7 separate regions of the Mus musculus genome follow, and all the other regions are linked to region 6. Evidence: chromatin contacts called from public Hi-C, HiChIP or PLAC-seq and promoter capture Hi-C data. All regions are on one chromosome and are shown on one strand. Each heading gives the region's core, a stretch centred on a gene start, on an enhancer-like site or on the middle of the called end of the contact. The rest is flanking DNA. Distances are from core to core; before and after follow the strand shown.

Region 1 (3,565 bases), core at 805-3,304, 590 kb after region 6:
AGCAAAAGAGTAAATAACTATTTTGCATCAAGGTATGAGAGTTTTCAGCACCTGATCAGCTGAATCCCTTGGTTTAGACCCCTGGTGAGGCTGGGCATTACTGTGGAAGCCTATGGTGAAGGTGAGTTATTCACCTCATAGAAGATAGGAATTAAAAACAGAGATGAGACAAAGAGATAAAACTTCGCAAACATATCCACAGTTAACCCGGTCTTCTAGATTAGTCACTAACTGGGGACTGAACCATTAACAGGGGAGACAATGGAAGACCCTGAAACCTCAAGCCACAGCTTATCATTTTACATTAACAAACACATTGTTCTCACTTCTTTCCTTTTCCCAGTTACACATATGTTGGACCCCTTCAGATCCTGTGACCTGTTTTTGTTTCTCTTTCTCAAACTTGTTTATTACTCTATCATAGATGATTTTACTGACTTAGAGTTATTTTCTTATACTTATTTAGCACCTTCTTGTTTCAGAAACCTCACACTCCTATTGTAGACTCCAGTTGTACAATCACAGATTAGTTCAGTGGTATTGATTCCATCTATTTCGCTTACATTTTCTTATGAAAGCAGTTTCCAGGATGAAGTAGAAAAACAAACAAACAAACAAACAAACAAAAACCAAGGTAGTATTTGCAAGAGAAACAAGGAGACAAATTTAAAAACCATTAACCATGAGGAAGTTACCACTTTCTGAAATTTTTATCATGTTCTTGCCTGTGAGAACTTTGGGACAATTTTGATTTGTTAGTAAAATATTATGGACATGCTATGGTGCTCTTGTTACTAGGTAACAGACTTCACTAACATAACTATTGTTACTTCTTGGAAGCTGTCCATAATATGAGCTCATGCTCAATTATCTAATTCCTGAAGAATCTTAATTAAAAATGAACTTTGGGGAGTGTTACATAGATATAGTTAATGTCATCATGAGTTGTTGAAATAAATTTATTGCTATCATAACATTAAGAAAAACTTCGGAAATGTAACCATCAGAAATGGACAAATAGTTACATAAAGGCTAACTGATGTTCATGGAATGAAATCTCACTTAGAAAATATTTTCTAAATGAGATTTCATTCCAAAAGGACTGAAGGAGCTGAAGAGGTTTGCAACCCCATAAGAAGAACAACAATATCAACCAATCCCAGAGCTCCCAGGGACTAAATCACCAGCCAACAAGTACACATGGAGGGACCCATGGCTCCAGCTGCATATGTAGCAGACAATAGCCTTATGTGGCATCAATGTGAGGAGAGGCCCTTTGTCTGGATGCCCCAGTATAGGAGAATGTTAGGGCGGTGAGGTGGGAGTAGATAGGTGGGGGAGCACCCTCATAGAAGAAGTGGGTGGGAATGAGATAAGCGGTTTGTAGAGAGGAAACCAGGAAAAGGGATAACATTTGAAATATAAGTAAATAAAATATTCAATAATAAAAGAAAAATTTTAAAGCTGTTGAGAAAGCATATTCTAGCTACTCCTTGGGAAAGTGTGAACGTTGATATTAGGTAGACATATATTTTGAGTTGTTTGAGGAATTCTAACTATTGAAATGCTTAATAAGATAAATAAAACCTCAGTGTAGTTTAATACAGAAACAATATTGACTACATGGTAGATGTGCTGGTAATATTCTAGAATAATGCATATTAATTCATACTAACATCCTTGGACTTTGGACTATGTAGAAATATGCAAATAAACAGTGTTTGCCCTATCTGATAATCTCACATTCCTCAGCCTGGAAGTGAGCCATCTCTCTTTGCTGCCTCATGGAGTATTTCAAAGTCCGTGGGCTAAAGTCTCTTTGCAATGTGCTGAACAAGTGGAGGAATATTTTAAATGTGAATCCAGTGTCTGATTAAAGAGTCTGCAAAATTCAGAGAATTTAGATGAACCAGTATTATAATGTGAATTTGTTCACTATTTCAAATAAAGACAATTCAAAATTTCATACTTTAAGCATGCATGCTCTGGCACAATCAAATGTCAATAAAACAGAAACTGAGGGGTGGAGAGATGACACAGCAGTTAGGAGCACTGGCTGTTTTTCCAGAGGGCTTGGACTCACAGTCGATCACCTACATGAAGGTTCACAAGTTGTTATAACTCCAGTTCCAGGCTATCATTTGACATCTTCTGGCCTCATTATGCCCAAGACATGCACATGGAGCACAAACATACATTCAGCCATAATAATCATGCACATGAACGACAACAAAAATAGCAAACAAACCAGCATACAGTAAAACAATTGAATAAAGCCCTTATACAGAGGAAAGGGCTTTTGATCAAGCAAGTTCCTGAATATTTTACATTGAAGATTTAGTTACCTTTACTTCAAGTTTCTTTATTTTCCCCCAAATGTCACAGATATTCTACTTTCTTTTCTGTTCTCTGACCTACATCACAATAAAGAATGCTCCTATTTTTTTTCCCATTAGTTTCAATGAAAATGTGGACTAATTCTCTAGAGCCAAGGATCTTGTATAGTACAATGCTAAAGTTTGTCCCAACTAGTACTCCAATTCTAAGAAATTCTGTCTGTGAATCAAGGGAAGATTTACCATGGTCTGATAAAATTTGTCCTTCTTCAATGAAAGCTATGTTGAGTGGGTCCAATCCAAATTCCTGGGTCTAAATAAAATAAGCCTTAAGTTGGAGCAACTAAATCTGTTATTTTCAAACAATGCTGATAACATTAAGAAATATATTCACTGTTCTTTTTTTTTCTATTAATAAAACTGTCCACCTATATCATATCACCTTAAAACAATTCTGGTTTAACTAGTTACTTAAGTGATGAGTGTCTACAAGGTTCATCCTGCCTTTCCAATACTGTGCTATGGATGTACACATGAGGTTAGGTATATGTACTAATAGACAGAAGATGTTTTACTGAAGGGATGTTTTCTGAAACACTGTGAGACTTTCAAGCTTCTATAATTGAAAAAATAAAATAGGTTCTCATTTCTGAGGACAATAATTGAGTGTAAGCATAAGATTTGGAATGTAGAAAGGAATTTTTCTGGTTTAACAAAGTGGAAGAAAATGATTCTTTTCTAGGGCCTATCACCTATGACACTGGTTAGGTTTACACTAACATACATGATTGCCCTCCTGTTGACTGAGCTTTAAATCTAATTAGACAGCTGTTTGTTCCCACCAACATATGAGAGCCATTTATTGCACATTTAAGAATATCTTGTGACTTAGAGTTTTCTATTCCTGCACAAAATATCATGACCAAGGAGCAAGTTGGAGAGAAAAGGGTTTATTCAGCTTACATTTCCACATTGCTGTTCATCAACAAAGGAAGCCAGGACAGGAACTCACAAAGGGCAGGAACCTGGAGGCAGGAGCTGATGCAGAGGCCATGGAGGGATGTTCTTTTCTGGTTTGCATGCACCTGGCTTGCTTAGCTTGCTTTCTTATAGAACCCAGGACTACCAGCCCAAGGATGGCACCACCTACAATGAGTCCTCCCATCCTTGATCACCAATTGAGAAAATGCCTTACAGCTGGATCTCATGGAGGCATTTCCTCAAGGGAA
Region 2 (3,819 bases), core at 705-3,204, 710 kb after region 6:
CTGAAGGGAGAAGGAGTCCGGAGTGAATCCAGGAGAATGTAAAAGCAGTGCAGAGCTGGGAGGAATAGAGGGGCAGGGAGGGGGGACTGTGATTGAGATATATTGAATGATATAAGAATCTGCTTTTCAATTTAAAAAAAAAGTTACTCTAGTCGAATATTGGCATGTGAATGTGACTGCCAGTTACTTTCTGGGATAATCATACCATATGTTTTAACAAATTTCCGTATTTCCAGTATCACTTGAAGATGCAACCCATAGAAACTACAGATTCTTTGTCATAGGAAAAGCTTTGGAAATCTCAGTGACTATTCTAAGTGACTCACTTATAATTACACATTACAAATGAGGAAGCTTACACATCATCTTTAGCCAGAAGAGAAACACTCAATGCTTTTCCCTTTACCTACTGTCTATGGTCTGATGATTATGTCATTGTCAATGTTATTGTCTTCAGTAAAAATTTAACTTTCTTTTATTTCAGAAAATAAAGGCTGGTTGTCCTTAAATACTATTAATATATTTAATGGCTGCATTTGCAACATTATTAAAGACATATAGACCTTAATAAGATGATTTTAATATAGGCTTCACAATGAAAGGAACCGGGTCCCAGAGTTTTAATTGTATATTTCTAAGACAACAAATTTTCCTATCTTTGTCTGATATAATTACTGTTTTCCTACTGTAAGTGAAATCTACTTAGCAATCTTCACTGAAATCAAATAGAAAAATCTATATCTCCATATAAATCTCTCTTGCTTAAATACTTTGCTAGCCAAGTATCAAAGGTCTCTGTAATCTTATATAATAGTCATAGCAGACTAACTCTTAACTATTTTCTTCTTCCTTGTGATCTGTTACTGATGTGTTGAGCACAAAATCCCTAAAATTGCTAATTAAAAACTTTTTTTAAATGAGAGGAAATAATATCTTTAGCCACCAACTACCTTCTTCAATGCTGTGAATTCACTAGTGGGTTTGATTTTGTTTCACAAAATAACTGAACTTTCTCTCTAAAAGTAACACTCCAGTTATAAGAAGCTATGAACTTGGAGGACACTAGCGCCAACATTCAGTGAAAACTGTTTAGCTTTCTGTGTCATTTTCAGATGCAGACTGGTAAGTGATCAGGAAATAATGAATAAAAACAAAGGGAAAGAAACTTTACAAAAAACCATACCCTTTGTTGTCTACATGACCAAAAGTGTGACATAATTACTAATACGTTATCCGCCATCTTTTCTTGGCCGTGATGACTCATAAAATTAGCTGCGGAGAATGAATGCATACAATAATTGCATTGGTGGCTATATTACATACTTGTCTATGAGTAAATCTTTTCAGGGACTTAGAAAGTTGGTCAGAGTTAAAAAGGTAGAAGAGTCAGACATAAGCATTTAAAAATCTAAATCTGATGCCTTTTCTCCCAAACTCAGATATACAGTGTATTAATATGAATTTTCTAAACTGGAATAAAAAGCCAAGATTTGTAATCCCTATTTGACAGTACTGAAGCACGAGTATGGCTTTGCAAGCAGAAACATAACAGCAAGAGGACAGAGGACTTTCCCTTTCCTATACACTGATTTGACTTCAGTAAATAACTAATGTTAAACTATAAGGAAGGTATATAGTCTATGATTATGTTTTGGTATACTTATTTTTATCTGCAATCTACACTATACTAATTCTTTTATTAAAAATAATCATATTTTAATGAGCAACCGGAACATCAATTTTCATGGAACAGTGAACAATGACTATCACTGTCCTCCTTATAATTCTAACTTCCCGGTCATGAGGCATCCCTTTGTGGCTATCATAATTGGTGTAATGAATTTCCTAAAATAAATGGAAGTCTAATTTGATCCAGTGCCCAAGAACAATCCAGGCATTCACAGCTAAACCACTGACCTGATTTGAAGACGAATCATGCCAGGATGAAGTCATACTTTTCTGTGAAGTGTGCTCCCTCAGTACAGGATTTGAATGGTTTGTTCTAAGGGCTCTGAAGAGGGGATTTCCAGTAACAAAGGAATACAATCTGAGCTCACAACTCCAGACACCTAGACTTACTTTAAATAACAGAAACATGAGAGGGGAAGAAAATCTGAGCCCTCAACTCAGTTCAGTGATTGTCAGTGAGTGGAAAACTTGCCGGTGCCCTTGAATTTGAACAGCCCAGAGAGTCACAGTTTTTGTACAGGTAACAACTTTAAGGATTTAAAAACAACCTCCAATTGGGCAAGGGTCATAATTTCAGGAAGGTTAATATCTAAATGCTGCACCCTCATGGCAGGTGGTTTCTGAAGAAGCATATGCACAGATCTACATACTTCATTATAAGTTTTGCCACTATTTTAAAGCTACATTGAGTGGCTTTGACATTTCTAAGACAAGTAGCTGTGTTAGCATCATGAAAAATATGTTATGATTTGTTTTCTACAATTAAATAACATAGCCTACAGTCACAGTTTTGATGTATTACTTATTAAAATTCATTGTAGGTCTTCCAAATGAGAGTTGTGCAACATGATAAAACACTGGAACCCTGACTGTGTTAATGTGTATAAAGAAGTTGTAGCATATAATCAAATGGGGAATTTATTCAATAGGTTAATCCCAGATCAAGTATAATCTTCGTGGTTTAGTAAACAGTATATGACAGTTATAAACTGCCTTCAGCTGCAGATTTCCCCTTTGACCACCAAGAAATTGGCACAGGATAGTGTACAGTTTATGGATGTCAATTTATAAACATGAAATGTGAGAATATGTTTATCATTTCCCAGAAATAAAACTTTCACATGTCTCCAAGTGGCCATAATTTTTACAATAATTTCTAAAACATGCATTATGAAATTTAGTATTGCATATTGCACTTGGCTATTAGGACATAAAAATAGGAAAATGTTCAATTAAAACGAACTGAATAAAGAGTAAGTAGAATGCTATTTTCTATTCAAAATACAAAGTTGAAAGTTTACATTTTATTTGATTAACCTTTCTTTTTAAAGAAAATAGTGTGAATACCTTTGAACAATTAAATTAGATACTCTAGATACAATGTACAGATTCCAAGAACATATGAAAGCCACACTATGATTGAAGAGGTAATAAACACCTTGGTTGTCCTTTAACTTAGTTATTTCAATGAGTAAAACAAATGCTTGCCTAAAGAAAACTTTAGAAATAGATGTCTTTACAGTAGAATTTTTTATATATTTCAAAAAAGAATTAGTACTTGTTGTTTTTAGTGGCTTCCTAAAAAATAGGAGAGCATTCATCACAGATACAAATGTGAGGGCACTGTTATTCTTACACCCAAACTAGATGCAGATACAGAGAATAAAATTGTAAGTTCTTAGGGTGTCTTTCAACCCTGATGCAGAAAATTTTCTATTTGCTGTAGATGGTAACTAAAACAGAGAAGCATGACTGGTCAACATGCAGAGAATAACAAAAGTCTGGGGGCTCTGCTCGAAATGGAGGATCTATATCACAACCTTTCCACAAGACTCGTGGTTCACCATGGAAGTGGGATGAAGGAATGTGAGAGGCATAATTACTAGACATATGCGCTGAAACAATATTTTCTGTGTTGCTGCAGACATGAACTCAAAGTGGCTTTCTCTATATGTTCATGACATGTACACAAGCAAACAAGGTAACATTCCAGTATGGAAGGCATAAGGACCTTCCCATAAAGTCCCTCCCTTAGGTAAGATTCTACCTGTAACCTGTGACTGCAAGAGGATCTAGAATCAATCTTCTTCAAGAATATGATCCCAAAGAGGCCATATGTGTTTAATACGT
Region 3 (3,690 bases), core at 746-3,245, 650 kb before region 6:
AACACTGGATTTCAAGCTGTGTTCTAGGAAACCTTGGCTCTTTTCCTGGTGTCCCAAGGTAAGCCAAATAAAGAAATTGATACAAGTTTCAATAAAAACAAAGAGGGCTTTAAAATTTACTTTATAATGTGTTTTTTTAATCTAATCTCTATTTTTCTTGAAAAAAACACAATGACTTTTAAAAACTAAATGAAACCCTTTTTCCCCCTTTTATTTTGACTGCTAAGAGTTCTGATTGGTGGCAGGGAAGATAACTCAGGTGAAAGTACTTAGCAACACCCCTAGTAACCTGAGCTGCATGGGAACATGAGTTCCAACCTGGGATAACATGTCAGAAGGAGACAATCAATTTTCAAACGTTGTCTTCTCATCCCTAAAGCTCTACCAGGGCATGTTCTCACGAATGCCACACTAATAATTACATTTTTAATTGAAGTGTTCTGAAAGAAGCCCACACTGGAGGTCAGGATACCTGGTAAGAACAGAAACTTAACACCAAATCAGGAATAGCTGCAGGAGCCACAAGCTCCTTCGGAAATCCTAGACCGTTGTTTTTCTAAAGCCATGACGATGTGCTTCTAAAATTCAGTATTTACAGCTTGGAGTTTTTAAAAAGGGCCTACATAGCAACAACATAAACCTCTCTGGTCACCATCCCAGAGATACAAAAGATAGGAGTCCTATTTCTGTCCCTTCCCTTAGTGGATCTGAGTCACAGCTACCCCAGTGACCTTCCTGATGACAGCAGATACATGTTTGTCCCATAAACAGATGGCTTCCTAGTAAACTCGGGCGACCCCTAAGCTGCAGTTATCTGATAAGTACTTCTGTGCATCTAAGGGATAGTTTTAAAATTAGTAACAAAATGTATGTTGGTATCTAGTGGCCTGTTTTCCTAATTCTATTGGTCTAATTTTTATGTGAGAGTTTTTTGTTTGTTTGTTTGTTTGTGTTTGTTTGTTGCAGGTTTTAAAACAGTCTCAGGTAGCTAGCCCAGGGTTCTCTGGAATTTTGTACCTAGCAGAGGATGACCTGGAACTCCTGATTTTGACTTTCCAGGTACTGGGGTGACAGGTGTGCCCACTGTGCCTGGGCTGCTTGAAGCTTTTTTAATTTAAGTTTCTAAAAATCTTTTTTAGGAACATGGCAGTCATATAAGTAAGTTTGCAACCGCAGTCCTTGGTCTTGGGTTTGCATCAGAAACAACAATAGGTCTTGGCCCACACCCAGACTAGGAAAACTAATCTTTTCATACCATGGGCAGTCTCACAAATTATCTGGTTCTGCAATCACATTTAGAAAAACAAGCAAACAAACAAAAGCCTCAGTATGCATTTCATGAGGAATCTCTCAATAAAAAGATATTTCAGTCTTGGGATAGCTCTCACTGGTACAGTACTTTTTACTTAGTACACAAGGCTCTGGTCTGAGCCCCAGCTCAGGAGAAAAAAAAAAAGTTCAAGCAAAAGGAGTTATAAGCACTGTGAGGATCATGTTGAATAGGGTACCAAATGAAATAGTAGCCACATCGTTTATAAACTCCATCTCTATTTTTGATGATTTTATTTTGAGGGTTCTTGAGACACCGTTTCATGTCACCTGGCCTGGCCTGGAACATCTGTAGCTGAGTCTGTTTTGAACTCTGGATCCTTCTGCAGCCTCTTCCCAAGGCTTCCCAATCGGGAATCGGGGCACCACCACAGTCCCAAAGATGCTACTTTGGTTTTATAAAAAACACACTTTGCAAAAAGAAGATAAGAGGAGAGAAGTTCCCCTTACCATGGAGGAACTGAAAGTAACACTCACTTCACAGAATTCCCCCAGATAAACTGAGTGACAGCCAGTCATCTAACTGGTCCAGGCAAGCCCTCTAACCGGTCCAGAAGAGTTGGCTCCAGTCATTTGAGTTACATCAGCAGCTGTGGAATGTTCCCTGAGATCAACAGACACTGACCAGAGTCTGGTCCAGGCCAGAGCTTCCATCCCACGGTGAGTGAGTCAACTATTAGCCAGCGAGAGCTAGCCATCTTCCAGCAGGCCCAGCAAGGCCATGGCCTGCCTATACACATAGACTGTGCAAACCTCTGAGCCAAACATGCAGCAACTATAGTCGAGGGAGCTTTGTCTTGGGAACAGAGAGGCAGTTTCCTTCTTGTAAAAGGCAAAGCCTGGTCTCCGGATGTGGGGAGAAGAACTGTTGGCCTGGGTCCATGTAAGGCTCAAAGTCCACCGCTTCTACACTAGGCTCTGACAAAACAGATGGAGTCAAGAGAAAAGAATTCAGATTTAGACAGACAACAGAGCTACAGAATCTGGATTAGAATTAGTAGAGTATAAGTGGTGGTCCAGGTGGGAAATCTATTACTCAATGATAGCTAATCAGCAAGGTTAAAAGGTTGGTTGGTTGGTTTTATGTAGGGTACGGATGTCAACTCCTAGACTTCCCATTAAACTCTACAATCTATTTTGATGGCAACCAGTACTGCATACATCATGCCTAGGATCTAATAAACACATAATACAAAGACATGGAACTCTGATGGGACAGAAAAGCAGCAGAGTGTTACTAAAACGGGGAGAAAGTATCTGTCATCAGCCGTTACATGGTGGCTATGGTGTCCATTCATATGGTGTCACATAGTCATTATGTGAGCTTTGGGGGTTTGTATGTTGCTACAAAGCAACCTTGATGGTGATTTGTTTCTTTTACTGTGGGATAAACACTGATCCTGAAGACAGAGGGTTAAGGACATTCCATGGTGTCCCTCAGAAACACAGCTGCATGCATCAACAGAGAGCCACTGAGAACATCTGGCAGAGGAAGGGGAGAGGAGCCAGTCATGAGCACTGGCTTACAGCAGCATCAGTAATGACAAATGCTTACTGAAGCCTACACGATATTCTTACTGTAACCCTCCAGGTTAGGGACTTCACTTCTCTTTACAAATGAAGTGCAAGGTGGGTTTGTGAAAAAGAAGTAGCAAATAAAAGTTATCTTATCCAACATGCACGAGATAATGTTTTGATATATATATATATATATATATATATATATATATATATATATACACACACATATATATACATACATATATATATACACATATATATAATTTTAAGTAATTAAATAACAATTAACTAATGAAGTTACCTATCACCACACATACTGTTCTATATGTGTGTGAACACTTAAAACCTATTTCAAGAATATAACACTTATTATTAACTACAGTGACAATATCTATACTCCAGCTCTCTATGATGTACCCATGTCTAACTGCGAATTCCTACCCTTTGAACAACATCTCCCATTTACCCCATCCACTGGCATCTAGTGTCTACTCTTGCAAGTTCAACTGCTTCGATTCCATTTGGGAGGTCATGGGATGCTCATCTCTCTGGGTCATTTCACTTCCTTTAGGTAACAGCTTAGACTCGCACCTCTACCTTATTATTTACTACAAGGGTGGGTAAATGATATAGTCTCACTGAATCTAATTTTACTTGAATTGCACTTTGAAATAGGATTTGCTCTCGGCCTTTCTCGATCTCTGAACAGCATCAGATCAATACCTGGATCTTTGTATTGTGCATATCTTTGTCAACTAGAGAGAATGTTCTTCTGGTTTCATAGTACATTATCTATAATACATTCTCAATTTTCTGTAACTCAGAATGTCACTGGACAAA
Region 4 (3,653 bases), core at 511-3,010, 740 kb after region 6:
CTCTCCCCTTACTGGAAATACCCATTTTAAGAAATTGGATGTATGTCTCACAGCTATTTTTAACATCTATTGTTATAAGTTTGATTAGAGATTTGTAATATGTTTTTGTATACTCAGTCATGTTTATATGTTATTTGTAAAAATATCAGTTCTGTTCCCTTGACCATGTTTATGTCTTTCTTTGTAACGCAGTGAGTTATTTCATTTTGTTATCAGTTTTGGGATATTAACCTCAGGTCAGACACATGCTATAAAATTAATTTTGTGTGTTACAAACACTTGTTACACCATCTGGGCTATCATGCACTGTTGATTTTTTTCTCTGTTTCCATTTGCTTCTCTGATGTGATCATACTGGCTATTTTTATTTCTGCTATCTGTAATGGTTCAATGGCTTCTTATATGGTTTTTTCATCAAGTTATCTGTGACTTTAAAGAAATGGTATCTTTTTCTTCTGCTTTTTGGAAGATACTTTCTAAAAGGTAGTTCCAGCTGTTTTGGTGTTCCATCTTACTTTCTTGACTCCTTAGTTACCTCTGCTGAACTCCTTCTGCCCCACGTTCTTGGATCTACCAGAAGAATGTTTCTCTCAAATAACAATAAGGATTTTATTCTCCTTGTCTTCTCTATCTACTTCACAGGACTCTGAGATAAATGTGTTTCCATCGATAATTATCTTGTACAGCAGTTCTTATGAATTAATTTTAATAATTAAAACCACAAGATCATTAGAGCCAAGGTGATGAGAACATTGTTTTGAATTCCTCAGAAATAAAAGATTCAAGAACTGTTGATAGTCTATACTTAATTACCCATTTAAAATTAATGCTAATTATGAATTACAGGATATTCTAGTAAATAAGAGAAACATATTTTTGTTTGTTCAAATATAGTTTGAAAATAGATAAATGAATCTTCTCATAATACGATATATCCCACTCCACCAGGCTCTTTCCGTGGAACTCTGGAAACCTATAATGTGTCTTGGCATTCAACAAAGTCTTGCATAATCACTTTCTGATGAGTTAAAGTGTAAATGTAAATAAATGAAAAACATAAGGATTCCATTTTCTTTGACACACATGTGAAAACTTTGAGAGGAAACAAGTTTGGCACATATGCTGTGGACTCAGCAGATGGGAAGTCTGAGCAAAATATCCCAGAGCAGTTCCCAAAACTCACAAAATTCACAAGAGAAGGGTTTCCAGACAAAAAGAGAATTAAAAAAAAAGAAGGAAAGAAACTAACATGTAAAACATGTCCATATTTATTAATACTTAAACCGTGCAACTTGTTAGCTTGGGACTAGACTGGTTTATGAAGCAAATCATGTTAAATCAACCATAGCCTTATTACTTAACTAAATAATGCTATACATTTTGTTCCTAAAATATATTAATCTCTGATATAGTGTCATCTAATCAATTAGGAACAATGTCCACAAATAGTTCTAAATATTCACACAAACAAACAAGGGGAGAGCTTTATTTAGACATCTTCTTTTTGCTGTAATAAGAATTTCTATGCTGGGTAATAGCCATTTGTATGTATTTTTATAAGGTAGTTATATTGTAGATAGAACTGGTATTTATGTTGTGGCATATGTTTAACAGACCCAGAGGCTATGAAGAAAACGTCAGTCCCAAAACAGTACAGAAGTAAGGAAGAGATGAAATATTTCATAATAAACAAGAACTTGAATGTAATTAAATACATGAATGTTAACTTACAGCCAAAAATGTATTTCACTTCCCTACTTCCTGGCACAAAATCGGAGGCAGATGGGTATTGTCTCATGAGCACAAGCTCTAACGAAATGGACTTTACTGATAATAATTTAGTAATAATAAATTAATTTGGATGTAAACAACCAAATGGAACTGAATGTCCTGCCAGAAGCTGCAAAAAATACATTCAGAGCAATAACATAGAAGGCCTTCAGGATAGTCCTGAGGGAAACGCAATTGTGATTTTCCTAATGTGAAGCACATGATTAGTGGGTTTTAATGACCAAAAGCCTTTGTGAAAGCTTTTTCCAGTTAATTATTGTTACTATTGATATTTTATAAAGATATCTTGGGAAAGAGAAATTGGTACATGGATGTTAATGGCAAGTTATCTTGTAAATCTAGGTTAATTCCAGAAAACAACATAGACTCAGACTCTTTCTAAATGAAAATAAATTTTTTGGAATCACTCCTAGTCTTTCTAAGCAAGGGCTATCAATCTTTTAACAGAAAGAAACAAGATCGAATAGTCACAGAGCAGTGATAATGGACTGTCCTTTCTTAAGATGAAATGAGAACATTTACACAGTAATGTTCCTAAGCTGCAACCCATACACACTAGATTAGAACCTCCTGTGTTTAGGACTGGGCACCTTAGAATTCTTTTAAAGAGAAGTTGGAAAATGCTCCCTAGACAGGCACAAATAGAAATTTCATTTTTTCCATTACTTCCATATCTTCTTTAGTAGCCATAGGCAATCAAAGCAGGAATCTTACCAAATACACATCATATAGTAGTCCTCAAGGAAGAGTATCTTCTCAGCAGTTTTCACTATGGCTTGACTTTCATTTTCTTGCATCCTCTTGTCTTACTGATTATGATGGAACCACCATCAGGGAAGGAAATGAGTCTACATAAAGAGGGGATGCACACATTCCAGGTCCATCTTATTTTAAGTATGTTATGTAATTAGAACTCACTCACACATCTAGTAGGAGGAATGGATGGTATTTAACTGTGTGCTGATGACAGTTTCAGGTGACAGACAAAGGAAGTGTACAGACTATGTCACCTAACATGTTGGGCAGGGTTTCAAACTTTGGTATTTTGAGAATATCTCAGGAATGAGTCGTCTTGATGGGTTTTATTCCTATATTTAAAATATGAATGTATGGGCAGTTCAGAGCATTATTATTTGATAAATTTAAAATAAAAAATTAGTTGACCAATAGACTGAGATGTTAGCACAATAACAAACTTCCCCAAATTTTATACCAATTTAACTTTTCAGAAGTACACGTTGAAAATGTTGACCTCCTAATTCTGTTTATCTAGGTCCACATTTCAGATATTATGTGTGCTTTTTAGTTACTTTTTTTTTTTTAACAGTACAGACCTGGAAGTCTTTGACATAACACTATCTAATTCATTCAATGAAGTCACAATTACTCTGAAACCTAATCTACACAAAGACCCAAAAAGAAAGAGAACTTCAGACCAATTTCACATATGAATATCAATATTAAAATTGCCAGTAAAATTCTAGCAAAATGAATTAAAGAACACATCAAAACCATTATTCACCATGATCAAATAGGCTTCATCCTAGGGACACAAAGTTCGCTCAGTATATGAAAATCCATTAATGTAATCCACTATATAAACAAACTCAAAGGAAAAAAAAATCACATACACTTCTCATTAGATGCTGGAAAAGCATTTGACAAAGTACAATATCCCTACATGATAAAAGTATTGAAGAAATCAGTGATTCAAGGCCCATACTTAAACATGATAAAAGCTATATGTAGCAAATCAATAGACAATATAAAATTTAATGGAGAGATACTTGAAGCAGTCCCCGCTAAAATCAAGGACAAGACACTCTCCCCATATCTATTTAAGAGAGTATTCAAAGTTCTAG
Region 5 (3,397 bases), core at 685-3,184, 570 kb after region 6:
GAAATATTTTGTTTTCTTTCTCTCATAATCATCCCCTTTTACATCCTATAGAATCTTTTCTTGTGCTTCACAGACAACATTCTACTTGTGTGTCACAAATATACATGTGTATTCACTGCACACATGTGCATTCACCCCCACACACTCATATACCAAGAAATCACCTAAAATATATCTTTCCTTATTTGTATAATTTAACTTAATATAAAGACATCCAGTTTCATTCTTTTTTCTCAAATGAAATATCATCTTCATGCCAGAGGATGCTATTGTGTGTATGCATGTCACATCTCACTCATTCTTTCATCTGATGATGCGCATGTGTATGTGTTCATTTAAGTAAACACACACATGCAGGTACGCACACGCACAAAGTTTTGGTGCAATACAATTATTTGTTTGCTTTACTTTTGTTTTCTCCTTCAATTACATCCCATAGTTCTGCTGGGTGTAATTGTCTAGGCTGATATCTGCAATGTTTAAGAACTTGTGTAAGCCCTTCTAGTTTTTAAATTATCCATTTAAAATTTAGCTGTTATTCCAACAAACCTGCCTTTATATGTAACATTGTTTTTTCCTCTTGCAGATTTCAATTTTTTTGTGTGCTCTGTATATTTGATATTTGATTCCTGAATAAGGAAGCTTTTGTTTGGTCCTGTCTATTTAGTTCTATAGATGCCTCTAGCGCCTTAAAAGGCACCTTTTCCTTACATTTGGAAAATTTTTTTATTAGGTATTTCCTTCATTTACATTTCCAATGCAATCCCAAAAGTTCCCCATACCCCCCCTTTTCTCCCCCCCCACCCCCACTCCCATTTCTTGGCCCTGGTGTTCCCCTGTACTTAGGCATATAAAGTTTGCAAGACCAATGGGCCTCTCTTTCCACTGATGGCCAACTAGGCCATCTTCTGATACATATGCAGCTAGAGACACAAGCTCTGGGGGGTACTGGTTAGTTCATATTGTTGTTCCACCTATAGGGTTGCAGATCCCTTCAGCTCCTTGGGTACTTTCTCTAGCTCCTCCACTGGGGGCTCTGTGATCCATCCAATAGCTGACTGTGAGCATCCACTTCTGTGTTTGCCAGGCCCCAGCATAGTCTCATAAGAGACAGCCATATCTGGGTCCTTTCAGCAAAATCTTGCTAGTGTATGCAATGGTGTCAGCATTTGGAGGCTGATTATGGGATGGATCCCCAGATATGGCAGTTTCTAAATGGTCCATGGAGCAGGGCAAAGCCTGTCTGATCCATGAGCAGCACACATGAGCTAGCCAGAGTCCCTTTGTTAATACTTCTGTCTTTGAGTATGGGACTAAATGAAGCCACTGGAAACAGTACTGAACTCCCCTATAAGGCCAGCAGAATTATGCTGTAGGTCCTCAAAAGTTGGTTGGTAGGAGATCATGGCTCTCGAAATAGTCCTCAGGTAGGGACTGGTTTGTGGTGGGGTTGGTCAGTAATATCTGAGAATTAGGGCCTGATCTCTTTGTTACTCACATAGATAGAGCTAAAAATATGGTAAGTGTGGTGCCACCTCTGAGATATGGGTATAGCTATGAAGTCACAAGGTAATAGGGACTAAGTTCATGACCAAATAGATCTATTTGTATGAAATATGCTATGTCAAGTGAGTTAGTTGTATTTAAGAACTTTGGCTTTCTCTAATCCACAAATATTTCATCCATACATTTAATAGATGAATACATTTTACTAGTAAGCTTGCTTTTTAAAATTTTTACTGGCAATCCATTCTTTCCAAAACACCCAATATGATAAATAAATTCAAAAGTAACCTCTGAATCCTGCTTTCCACATAAAGTTAAAAAATTACGTGTGACTCAGACCCCGTGCCCACGGGTCATGTGTTGTTTATTCTACTTGGAAAGTGCTTTCATGTGACTTTGGAAGCCTGCCTTTGTCATTACATTTGCGCTTTCCATTAAGTGTCAGATTCTGGGAAAATTTATGATTTGGAGGAGGGAAGTTCATAGGCAGGGCATACTTACGCTGTAAACAGAACTCTTTTATGGATTAGAAAACAGTCTAGGCTGATTTTACCCTACATGGCCAAAGTCTTTTTAATAAAGGCAACACTTCAAATACAGCTCAGTATCCAGTAGTTTCTTATTTGTATCTGGAAACTGCAGCTTTCAAAAATGGCAGATAAGAATATCTTAAAGATTTCTCCTATTGCAAATGATGTCAGCCATATTGAAATCACAGTTGAAGATCAATACGAATTTACTTTTCCTAAATCCAAAATCATTAATTTAACTCAAAAAAATTATATAGATCAGAGGAAGAAAACGGTTATACCTCTCCCGGTCAATTTTTATTTCTAGTCTCCAATTAACTTTTCCAATGTCAAGCGTTCGGTTCTGTACACAGGTTTTCTGTGGTGCAGTTTTGTCAGTAAGTCTTCCTCATTCTTTCCATGATGCCTCACAGGATGCAGGATGCTCTGGAAAGAGGCTTTCCCACCACAGCTAATATCCCTCCTGCCTGTCCATTACTAAAACAAATTGAGTAAAACTAACTGCTCATTTTATTTTACTTTTGAAATATTATTCCTTTTATTTCCTAGATTATAATTATAATCACTTCCTCACATTCCTCTGCCTTCCTCCAAATAAGCTAACATACTCTGAATTTGAAAAATTCATGGACCATTGTGTTTCTTTTTTAATAATTATCATAATGTTTTTCTTTGGTTTCTTTTTTATTAATTATTTTATTTATTTATATTTCAAGTGTTGTCCTCTTACCCCCTTTCTGGTCTCCCCTCCACAAACCCTACCCTGTTCCCCTCCCTTTTGCCTCTAAGAGGGTGCTCCCCCACCTACTTTACCATTCCCACCTCAACTTCTAGCATACCACTAATCTGGGGCATCAAGCCTTCACAGGACCAAGTGCCTCATGTCCCACTGATGTCAGATAAGACAATCCTCTGCTACATATATAGCAGGAGTCACAGACCAGCCTCTGTATAGTCTTTGGTTAGTGTTTTAGTCCCTGGGAATTCTAAGGGCTCCAGTTAGTTGATAATTGTACAGGCTAGTTTTGTGTCAACTTGACACAGCTGGAGTTATCACAGAGAAAGGAGCTTCAGTTGGGGAAATGCCTCCACAAGATCCAGCTGTAAGGCATTCTCTCAATTACTGATCAAGGAGGAGGTCCCCTTGTGGGTGCTGCCATCTCTGGGCTGGTAGTCTTAGTTTTATAAGAAAGCAAGCTGAGCAAGCCAGGGGAAGCAAGCCAGTAAAGAACATCCCTCCATGACCTCTGCATCAGCTACTGTTCCCTGATCTGCTTGAGCTCCAGTCCTGACTTCTTTCAGTGATGAACAGCAGTGTGGAAACGTAAGCTGAATAAACCCTTTCCTCCCCAACTTGCTTC
Region 6 (3,515 bases), core at 209-2,708:
CTCATACATTCACTAAAGGCATTAAAGGGATGGAGAGAGATTCTTCAGTGTAAGGAGTCGGGTTATTGGCTTCGCGGAGGAAACGCTTAGCCCTTATCTACAGGACCTCCGATTCTTTCTCTCTTTCTCAAATTATTAACTATTCGGGCAAATAAGTGTTCTAGCAGAGTATGGTCACACTTTTTTTGGGGGGGGGAGCGGGAAGGTCACGACCCAGAACTTCAATTCACTGCAAGTCTGAGTCATTCGCATTTAGAGGCGATCTGGAGTGTGACCCCAAGTCACGCCTCGTAAAGACTGAGAGATGGGGGTCACTCTTATACCTGATGGCTTTCCCGCGTCCTGAGGCGTGGGGTCCCGCACAGGCCACTGGTTCCGGGTGTTCTGGCTCTCGGGTCGCGAGTCGCTGGTTGGCAGGGTCTCGTCGTCCATGACGCCGCACTTGGCGCCGCCACTGCCCCGCCGCCTTCGCCTCAGGATGTGGAACTGCGGCCGTGCGGATGACTCCTCCTCGGGCACGGCAGGGGCCAGGCGCTCGGTGGCCACTCCAGGCGCTGGCTGAATGAAGAACTCCTCTCCTTGTAGGTAGAAGGCACCACGCACACCTTCACAGAGGCTGAGGGCTGCGGCAGAGCCGGGATCACCGTTCACCGTGCCAGAGTAGAAGCAGTGAGCCAGGTCCCCGGTGGGGTCCAGATGTTGTGCCTCGGACCCGGGACTGCGCCCCACAGTCTGCAGGGTGAAGCCAGGCGCCAAGAAACCGCTGTCCGGCTGCAACTTCAGATGTAGCTGCTGGCCAAAGGCGTCCAGACGAAGGCGTGTGGTGGTGGAATCGTGGCCCGGGGCGCGCTCCAGCGAGGGCAGGACCAGCTCCTCATCTTCCTCCGTGGGGCGCCCGTGTGCGCCCCGCGCACATAGCAGCATTGTTATGGAAGCGAGGAGCAGCAACAGCATGTGTGCGGACAGAGAGCCCCGAGATCTCGCTGCCCGCTGGACGTCCCCCATGTCGGAGCAGGGCTTCTGCTTGCGTGACCCCAAAGGGACTTTTGGCTGCATGGCACCGCACCCTGCACCGCAGAGAACTCTTGGTCTGGATAGACGTTTAGACGCGTAGAGCTTCGCTGGCCTGCTCCTGATGCTTAAAATTCACGATCACTTTGATGGGAAAGTTCGTGCAGAGCTAGCACCCGAAGCTCCGGGTCACTTAGAAAGATTCTGCACTGGCGCGCGGGAATTTTTTCATTCCAGCACCGAGTTGGTGGCTCCGCACTGCTGGCTGCTGCAGGACCTAGAAGCGCCCCCGGAGCTGGGGAACAAGTCCAGAATAGGAGCCTGGACTCTTCGTCCTCCGCCTTGGCCCCGATTTGACTCGATCTGAGCAAGGATCTGCTCTCTCCGCCGGGCTGTGCGCTCTGGCCTTGCGATAGCACCTAGCTCGGAGCTGCTTTCTAGCGAGTGCAAGGACCAGGCAGCCCCGGCCGCCCCTTTATAGCCACATAGGAGCCCCTCCTTCCCCCAACACTGCGACACCGCCCCCTGAGCTCAGTCGGTGCTAAACCGAGCTCTGCGCCTCGGGGCCTGAAGGGGGAGGGGGCAGCCTCCGCCCTGGCCTCACGCCACAGCTCGTCACTCTGGGGGTGTAAGACGCCGAAACAGCGCTGGGACCAGCACTTTGTACAGCGCTGGCTGCTCTGGGGAAAAGAGTGAACCTTTAACTTCATCTCTCGGCTGCTGATTCCCGGACCACCCTGCTTCCTGTCGCCCTTCCTGTGCCCCGGCTGGGCTGCAGTTTCCAAGAAAGAGGGTCGAATTGAAAAGATTCCTCAACATTCCTTTTCTCCCCTAGTCAGAGCCTCTTCTGCCCCAAAGTGGGCTATTAGCTACAGCTGCCTTTTCTTAAAAAGCACCCTACTTTTCCGTCTCGTCTACGTTTCCATGGGCACCATGGCTAAAGCGTCCTTCTCTTTACCCCAGCTTTTCTTGGGCAAAGTGTTGATTCTGCGCTTCTCAGGAAGAGAAAAGAAAGAGAGAGGAAGAGAGAGAGAGAGAGAGAGAGAGAGAGAGTGTGTGTGTGTGTGTGTGTGTGGTGGTGGTGGTGGTGGTTCATAGAGCACCTCTCCAACTCTGGATTCTAAAAATCCACGTGGAACGACCTTAACAGTTTCCTCAAGTCCTACCTAGAGACCTCTGGGGTGGGGGGTGGGGGTGGGGCGATGTGTGTGTGTGTGTGTGTGTGTGTGTGTGTGTGTGTATCTTGGCTTTTTCCAGAATAGTCTATCTGGAACCAGCTTTAGTTCCCTAGAGACAAAAAAAAAAAAAAAAAAAAAAAAAAAAGGGATTTCTGCTTTCTCTTCTTCATTGGAGAAGCAACTCCCTTCTAGTCTGCGTTCTTCCAAAATCTTAACAGCAGCTGCTGCAGGCCGCAGGCCAGGCGGACAGATGCATCTAAGATTCCCCACTTCAGTATCAAGTCCAAAGCGGCGGCGGGGGGGAACGGTGTGGGGGGAAGGAGGGTTGGGTGATGGGGTGGAAGGAAACCGAGTTCCCCTCCCCCCCCCTCCCCGCTTCCTACCGGGAAGGGAAAGGCAGCATCCGCGTTACGAAAGTCACAAAAGCTGAGCCCTTCCAACCCCGGCCCCTAAGAAAAAGTCGAGAGAGGCTCCTGAACTGAGAAAGAGGGAGGGGTTCTGTGACCCAGAGGAAGGAAATAGTTCACAATGCTCTCACTGGCGGAAAGGCATTAGGACAAGCTTGAGAACCACAGCCCAAGTCCTCAGGCAGACCCGCGCGCTCACACCAGCTAGCTCTTGCTCCCTGCCCTGCCCAGTTCTGGGCTCCCGACTTGCTGCCCCACCCCCAACTGCTGCTCCGGTTGGCTCTTGGTTAATCCTTTGCTCCTCCCCAGATCTTCCTAAATTTGTGGGCCTCAGACAGTCCCTTGCAATCTTCCAAAGGTTTCTGGCAGACACTTTCCCAGGGTTCTAGATAGTCTTCATGAAAACAAACAAAAACTTTGTTTCCCACACCAGGGAATATCGAATTAAAAGAAGAAGAAGGAGGAGGACGAGGAGGAGGAGGAGGAGGAGGAGGAGGAGGAGGAGGAGGAGGAGTGACTGGGAGAAACAAGACTACCCCAACCTCCAACCTCCAAGCTCTTAACAACTTCCTGGTGATTGCACTCATCCGAGGAGTCCGCTCTCAAATTTTGGTTTCTTAAAATCACACTGATAGCTGAACTAAACACATCAAGCAACCTTGCTCTTCCACCAGGGAACTTTGATGTTGTTCGTCTTCCTTCCTTTCTGTTTCTTCATCTTTCTTCAGCTCTTCTTCAGCTCTCACTGACATCCACAGTTAGGAGCGGAGCCCATTCATTTGTGGGGTGTCCGGCCTCTTTCTTTTTTGTTTAAGAACCTGATTCACAAGTGGGCTTTCCCGAAGCCCACATTCCTGGTCGGTCGACCCACTTTATTTGAGAAGCATTTCCATTTTCTGTTATGCTGCCTGACTTTTTT
Region 7 (3,531 bases), core at 889-3,388, 540 kb after region 6:
CATCACCAACGAAATAAGAGGCTGTTGCTCCTGTTTAATGATTGCAAGGAGATTTTCTAAATTTAAGGTACACTGGCTTGCCTAACTATGTAAGGAAGACTCTAAACACCTGGGCTATTTCGTTATAGAATCAAAACATCTCCTACACAGGAAAATATCAACAAACCAACACAATTGCACAAGCACAAATCCTGATGTCATTGAGCAATGGATACAGAACCTCAAGTGTATGAATAATGTTTTACTCCCAGCTGTGTGCCTTCTATCTGACAAATGTAGCATCTAGCTCTTACCCACCTTTGCTAGGATGAGAAAACTACCTTAAAACCCATAGGCCATGGAGCTTTCTTTAACCTTCACAGTCATAAAGGTGTAATGGAGAGCTCCCTATATATTTTTATTCAAAAGCTTCTTCTGAAGCTTTCAAATGAGGGGTTTTAAAGCAATTTTGATGCAGTTTCTTTTTTGCAAGGGAAAAAAAAGTATATAATCTGGTATCTTTGTAAAAACTATACAGTCGTGTTTCCTGAATCATGTCTTAAGGACTTAATAAGTAATTTTTGAAATTTTACATATTAATATTTTACATATAAATGAAGTTCTTTATGTATTAATTTTATTTAACTTACTATTATGATATAATATGCTTTCATCATATCAGTTACCCTCTCTGGTCTCCTCCCAGATCCTCTCTACTTCCTTTCTCATCTAGCTTTATGTTTCACTCTATGTCTCTCTCTCAAAGACCAGAAAAATACAAAATCATAGCAGATTGAGAGAGAGAGAGAGAGAGAGAGAGAGAGAGAGAGAGAGAGAGAGAGAGAAAATAATGCGCTCAAATTCACTATGTATCTCAGGATAACCTTAAACTTGTCTCCTGGCCTACACCTCCCAAGTGCTGCTATTACAGAGATGCAGCATCATGTCTGACTTATATGGTGCTGAGGATTGAAGAGTGGGGTTCCTTATGCTACTAAAACAATCTATGAACTGAGCTACATCTTTAGGTTTGCCTCATTCTAGTATAAAGACCTACATTTTCTAGAATAAATGTTGATCAGATAAATTTGCCTAACACACACACACAAACACACACACACACATATATAAATATATATATGAAATCAGGGATATTTAGTAGTTTCTCCATATAGCTCAACAAAAATTAATGTAAGATACATGTGTGTGCAAGTGTGTGTGTGTGTGTGTCTGTGTGTGTGTGTCTGTGTGCAGGTGAAAGAAAGAGAGAGAGACAGAAAGAGAGAGAGAAAGAGAGAGAGAGAGAGAGAGAGAGAGAGAGAGAGAGAGAGAGAGTTGTTTTCCATGCCTTTAGTGTAAGCTTCTAAAACCAGAAATAAGGGTATATGGGGGACTTTTGGTATAGCATTGGAAATGTAAATGAGCTAAATACCTAATAAAATATGAAAAAAAAAAGAACAATGTGACAGCAGACACAGGCTAGGGCTAACATACCTGCTTATTCCTCATGCTGTGCTGTTTCTCTCTCCCCTTTCTTATCCACCCCTTCACTCCTACCACGTTTCTGTGACATCTTTTACTTGTGAAATCTTGAGACTTCTTTAGTCATGAATCATTATTGTAAAGATGAGGTAATGTTTCAGGAACGACTTCCAGAGTTGTCTTGCTCCAGTGCCACTGTTGAATCAGTAACACAAGGTTAAGTATTTTGCGTTTTATGTCCCATCTCCTCCACACTTGGGTAGTCAATGAGAAATGACCTGTTGACAAAAGGAATGCAATTTTGACTGTAATAATATTCATCCTCTGGAACAAAATTGGAGAGACTCTGTTTCACAGATGAAAACAGGGAGAGTAATAAAGTTTTTAAATTAATATGAAAAGCAGAATTCATGACTGGGTCAAACATTTTTTTAAAAAAAATATAGTAATAAATAATTGACAAACATAAATACTTCTTTTCAGTAACCCCTAAATAATACATCCAAAAATGGAAGTCAAACCAATAACTTAATTTCATTTCTAAATAATAAAAGTGAAATTCAAACATCTCCAGTAGCTTAAAATGTAAAAATAAAAATCAGGATTGCCAGTAATGATTCAACTGTAATGGTGAGTCTATGTTAAAATAGCACTGGGCAGTGTCAAAGCTACAGTAGAGCTTGAAATATTTTGAAAATACAATAAACCCATTCAGCAAATGCAACTGAGGATCCTGTCTTGCTTCAGACTACTCAAAACACTAGAAATCATTAAAATAATACACAATGCATTAATAGAAGATAGGGATTAGAGGAAATACTTTACTATGTGAATAGAAGACAAAAAGTTGGGACGTGGAAAGAGTAGAGAGGTCACTGAAATTCCTTAAAGTCGCACACAAAGATTCTAATATAAGTGAAACTAAATACTTCGGAAGTGACTCAGAGTTTCTGTGATATTGTTAAAAAGCTCATAGCATCCACTATGGAAAATATGACTGTTCTCTGAATCACATGCATGTGTTTCATATAGAGAGACTCTCCTTATTACATTATTTCACAGGACACTGCTGGTTAGGACTCACCTGACACTTTTACGAGAGAAAAACTAGTTACAAGGTGTTTTACACATCCTTAGTTCACATAAAAAGTCAAGGTAAATTTTTGGATGCGTTGATTGAGAGTGCCTTGACTCCTCTTCAGAGCACGTAATTGTGAGTCACTCAACAGCGACACTCTTACTCTGTGACACATTTTTAATGACACATCTTCATACCAGAGCACAATGGAGTCTTTGAAAGGGTAACATTTATATTGAAGTCAATGCTATTTACCCGTTCATGAAAGTTACCTTCCTTCACTCAAACTAGATTATATTATATTTCATAACAATCTTATGATTAGCAGGCTTACTATGTCTTTTGCTTATATACGTAGATTTTGTTAGAACTCCGTTTTATGCATCCTTTCCTTCCACCCATACTGAGATCACTCTAGACCCAACATTCCTAGTCTCCATTATCATGTATGGAATGTGTTTTTTTTTTCCCTCTTCCCTTGTGTATGTTTTATCTTCTTAGATTTAATTGGCACATAATGCTAAGCATGCCTCTGGAAAAAAAATGTAACCAGGATCCAATGATAAAATATAAAACACAGCATTTGTCTTTTCAGCCCTGGGTCAACTCACACAAGGTACTATTTTCTAGGTCCATGCATTTTCTTACAACCTTCGATCTGTTTTACTGTTAAATTCAACTCCATTTTGTATGTGCACCACATTTTTCTTCATTTGTTCTCCAGCTGGTGTCCATCTCAGTTGGTTTGACAGTCACCTTGTTGTGACCAGAACCTCCAGTGAGCATTACAGGTAGGTATTTCTGATTTAGGATATGGAGTCATTAGACTATATGTCCAGGAGTGATATAGCTGAATCAGGATCATGCGATATTCTTCAGTATTGAAGTCACAGATATACTGACTTTTCTCCATCATAAAACCTACTTGGATGAGGAATGCGTTAAACTTAATATGCTATTTACAGAAATAAGATACAAAATACAAGGGGCTA

Evidence for each region. Promoter capture Hi-C pulls out the DNA fragments that hold promoters and counts their contacts. A called contact is a pair of places that touch in the nucleus more often than the background predicts. HiChIP or PLAC-seq counts read pairs in DNA pulled down with a chosen protein or histone mark.
Region 1: a promoter capture Hi-C map of liver shows a contact between it and region 6, with 10 times the contacts expected there. The contact joins the enhancer-like site here to the promoter of Adamts1 in region 6. A contact is called at or near these places in 8 of 39 promoter capture datasets (the SN4741 cell line, embryonic stem cells, hippocampal neurons and 3 more), 1 of 484 Hi-C or Micro-C datasets (liver) and 17 of 115 datasets of contacts at active chromatin or transcription factors (craniofacial prominence, differentiating embryonic stem cells, embryonic basal ganglia and 11 more).
Region 2: a contact with region 6 is called in a Hi-C map of muscle stem cells, with 3 times the contacts expected there. The contact joins the enhancer-like site here to the promoter of Adamts1 in region 6. A contact is called at or near these places in 10 of 39 promoter capture datasets (the 3T3-L1 cell line, 3T3-L1-derived adipocytes, the HPC-7 cell line and 5 more), 1 of 15 datasets of contacts at CTCF or cohesin (the NIH/3T3 cell line), 5 of 484 Hi-C or Micro-C datasets (the AML12 cell line, cerebral cortex, cortical glia and 2 more) and 14 of 115 datasets of contacts at active chromatin or transcription factors (astrocytes, bone marrow-derived macrophages, cardiomyocytes and 9 more).
Region 3: a Hi-C map of muscle stem cells shows a contact between it and region 6, with 5 times the contacts expected there. The contact joins the enhancer-like site here to the promoter of Adamts1 in region 6. A contact is called at or near these places in 1 of 39 promoter capture datasets (the 3T3-L1 cell line), 3 of 484 Hi-C or Micro-C datasets (adipose-derived mesenchymal stem cells and muscle stem cells) and 4 of 115 datasets of contacts at active chromatin or transcription factors (bone marrow-derived macrophages, cardiomyocytes, extraembryonic endoderm stem cells and 1 more).
Region 4: a contact with region 6 is called in a promoter capture Hi-C map of the 3T3-L1 cell line, with 49 times the contacts expected there. The contact joins the enhancer-like site here to the promoter of Adamts1 in region 6. A contact is called at or near these places in 10 of 39 promoter capture datasets (the 3T3-L1 cell line, 3T3-L1-derived adipocytes, the HPC-7 cell line and 5 more), 4 of 484 Hi-C or Micro-C datasets (the 3T3-L1 cell line, cerebral cortex, forebrain and 1 more), 5 of 115 datasets of contacts at active chromatin or transcription factors (bone marrow-derived macrophages, embryonic fibroblasts, fibro-adipogenic progenitors and 2 more) and 1 of 9 other capture datasets (embryonic stem cells).
Region 5: a contact with region 6 is called in a promoter capture Hi-C map of liver, with 8 times the contacts expected there. The contact joins the enhancer-like site here to the promoter of Adamts1 in region 6. A contact is called at or near these places in 13 of 39 promoter capture datasets (the 3T3-L1 cell line, 3T3-L1-derived adipocytes, the HPC-7 cell line and 5 more), 5 of 115 datasets of contacts at active chromatin or transcription factors (embryonic hindbrain, embryonic stem cells, fibro-adipogenic progenitors and 1 more) and 1 of 9 other capture datasets (pancreatic islet).
Region 7: an H3K27ac HiChIP or PLAC-seq map of stem cell-derived neural progenitor cells shows a contact between it and region 6, with 4 times the contacts expected there. The contact joins the enhancer-like site here to the promoter of Adamts1 in region 6. A contact is called at or near these places in 8 of 39 promoter capture datasets (the 3T3-L1 cell line, 3T3-L1-derived adipocytes, embryonic stem cells and 2 more), 1 of 15 datasets of contacts at CTCF or cohesin (the NIH/3T3 cell line), 1 of 484 Hi-C or Micro-C datasets (myocytes) and 6 of 115 datasets of contacts at active chromatin or transcription factors (embryonic fibroblasts, embryonic stem cells, fibro-adipogenic progenitors and 1 more).

What each region holds. Positions count from the first base shown.
Region 1 is chr16:86,387,472-86,391,036 of GRCm38.p6, forward strand. No RefSeq gene overlaps it. Among named protein-coding and RNA genes, the nearest start is that of Gm32357, 150 kb to the left of the region's middle. Within about 2 kb of position 2,055, at least 12 of the 459 cell types and tissues checked have an H3K27ac peak or open chromatin away from gene starts, as enhancers often do. A contact at or near this core is called in hepatocytes, kidney and liver, where this site is marked.
Region 2 is chr16:86,514,442-86,518,260 of GRCm38.p6, forward strand. No RefSeq gene overlaps it. Among named protein-coding and RNA genes, the nearest start is that of Gm32357, 280 kb to the left of the region's middle. Within about 2 kb of position 1,955, at least 45 of the 459 cell types and tissues checked have an H3K27ac peak or open chromatin away from gene starts, as enhancers often do. A contact at or near this core is called in cortical glia, muscle stem cells, neural progenitor cells and 1 more, where this site is marked.
Region 3 is chr16:85,146,901-85,150,590 of GRCm38.p6, forward strand. The region is part of intron 1 of App (amyloid beta (A4) precursor protein); the gene reads right to left. Among named protein-coding and RNA genes, the nearest start is that of App, 25 kb to the right of the region's middle. Within about 2 kb of position 1,996, at least 156 of the 459 cell types and tissues checked have an H3K27ac peak or open chromatin away from gene starts, as enhancers often do. A contact at or near this core is called in adipose-derived mesenchymal stem cells, bone marrow-derived macrophages, cardiomyocytes and 2 more, where this site is marked.
Region 4 is chr16:86,546,016-86,549,668 of GRCm38.p6, forward strand. No RefSeq gene overlaps it. Among named protein-coding and RNA genes, the nearest start is that of Gm32461, 260 kb to the right of the region's middle. Within about 2 kb of position 1,761, at least 3 of the 459 cell types and tissues checked have an H3K27ac peak or open chromatin away from gene starts, as enhancers often do.
Region 5 is chr16:86,366,742-86,370,138 of GRCm38.p6, forward strand. No RefSeq gene overlaps it. Among named protein-coding and RNA genes, the nearest start is that of Gm32357, 130 kb to the left of the region's middle. Within about 2 kb of position 1,935, at least 6 of the 459 cell types and tissues checked have an H3K27ac peak or open chromatin away from gene starts, as enhancers often do.
Region 6 is chr16:85,801,655-85,805,169 of GRCm38.p6, forward strand. Adamts1 (a disintegrin-like and metallopeptidase (reprolysin type) with thrombospondin type 1 motif, 1) reads right to left here and starts at 1,459. Exons shown (of 9, transcript NM_009621.5): 1 at 324-1,459. The coding sequence starts at 1,056.
Region 7 is chr16:86,345,518-86,349,048 of GRCm38.p6, forward strand. No RefSeq gene overlaps it. Among named protein-coding and RNA genes, the nearest start is that of Gm32357, 110 kb to the left of the region's middle. Within about 2 kb of position 2,139, at least 39 of the 459 cell types and tissues checked have an H3K27ac peak or open chromatin away from gene starts, as enhancers often do. A contact at or near this core is called in the NIH/3T3 cell line and embryonic fibroblasts, where this site is marked.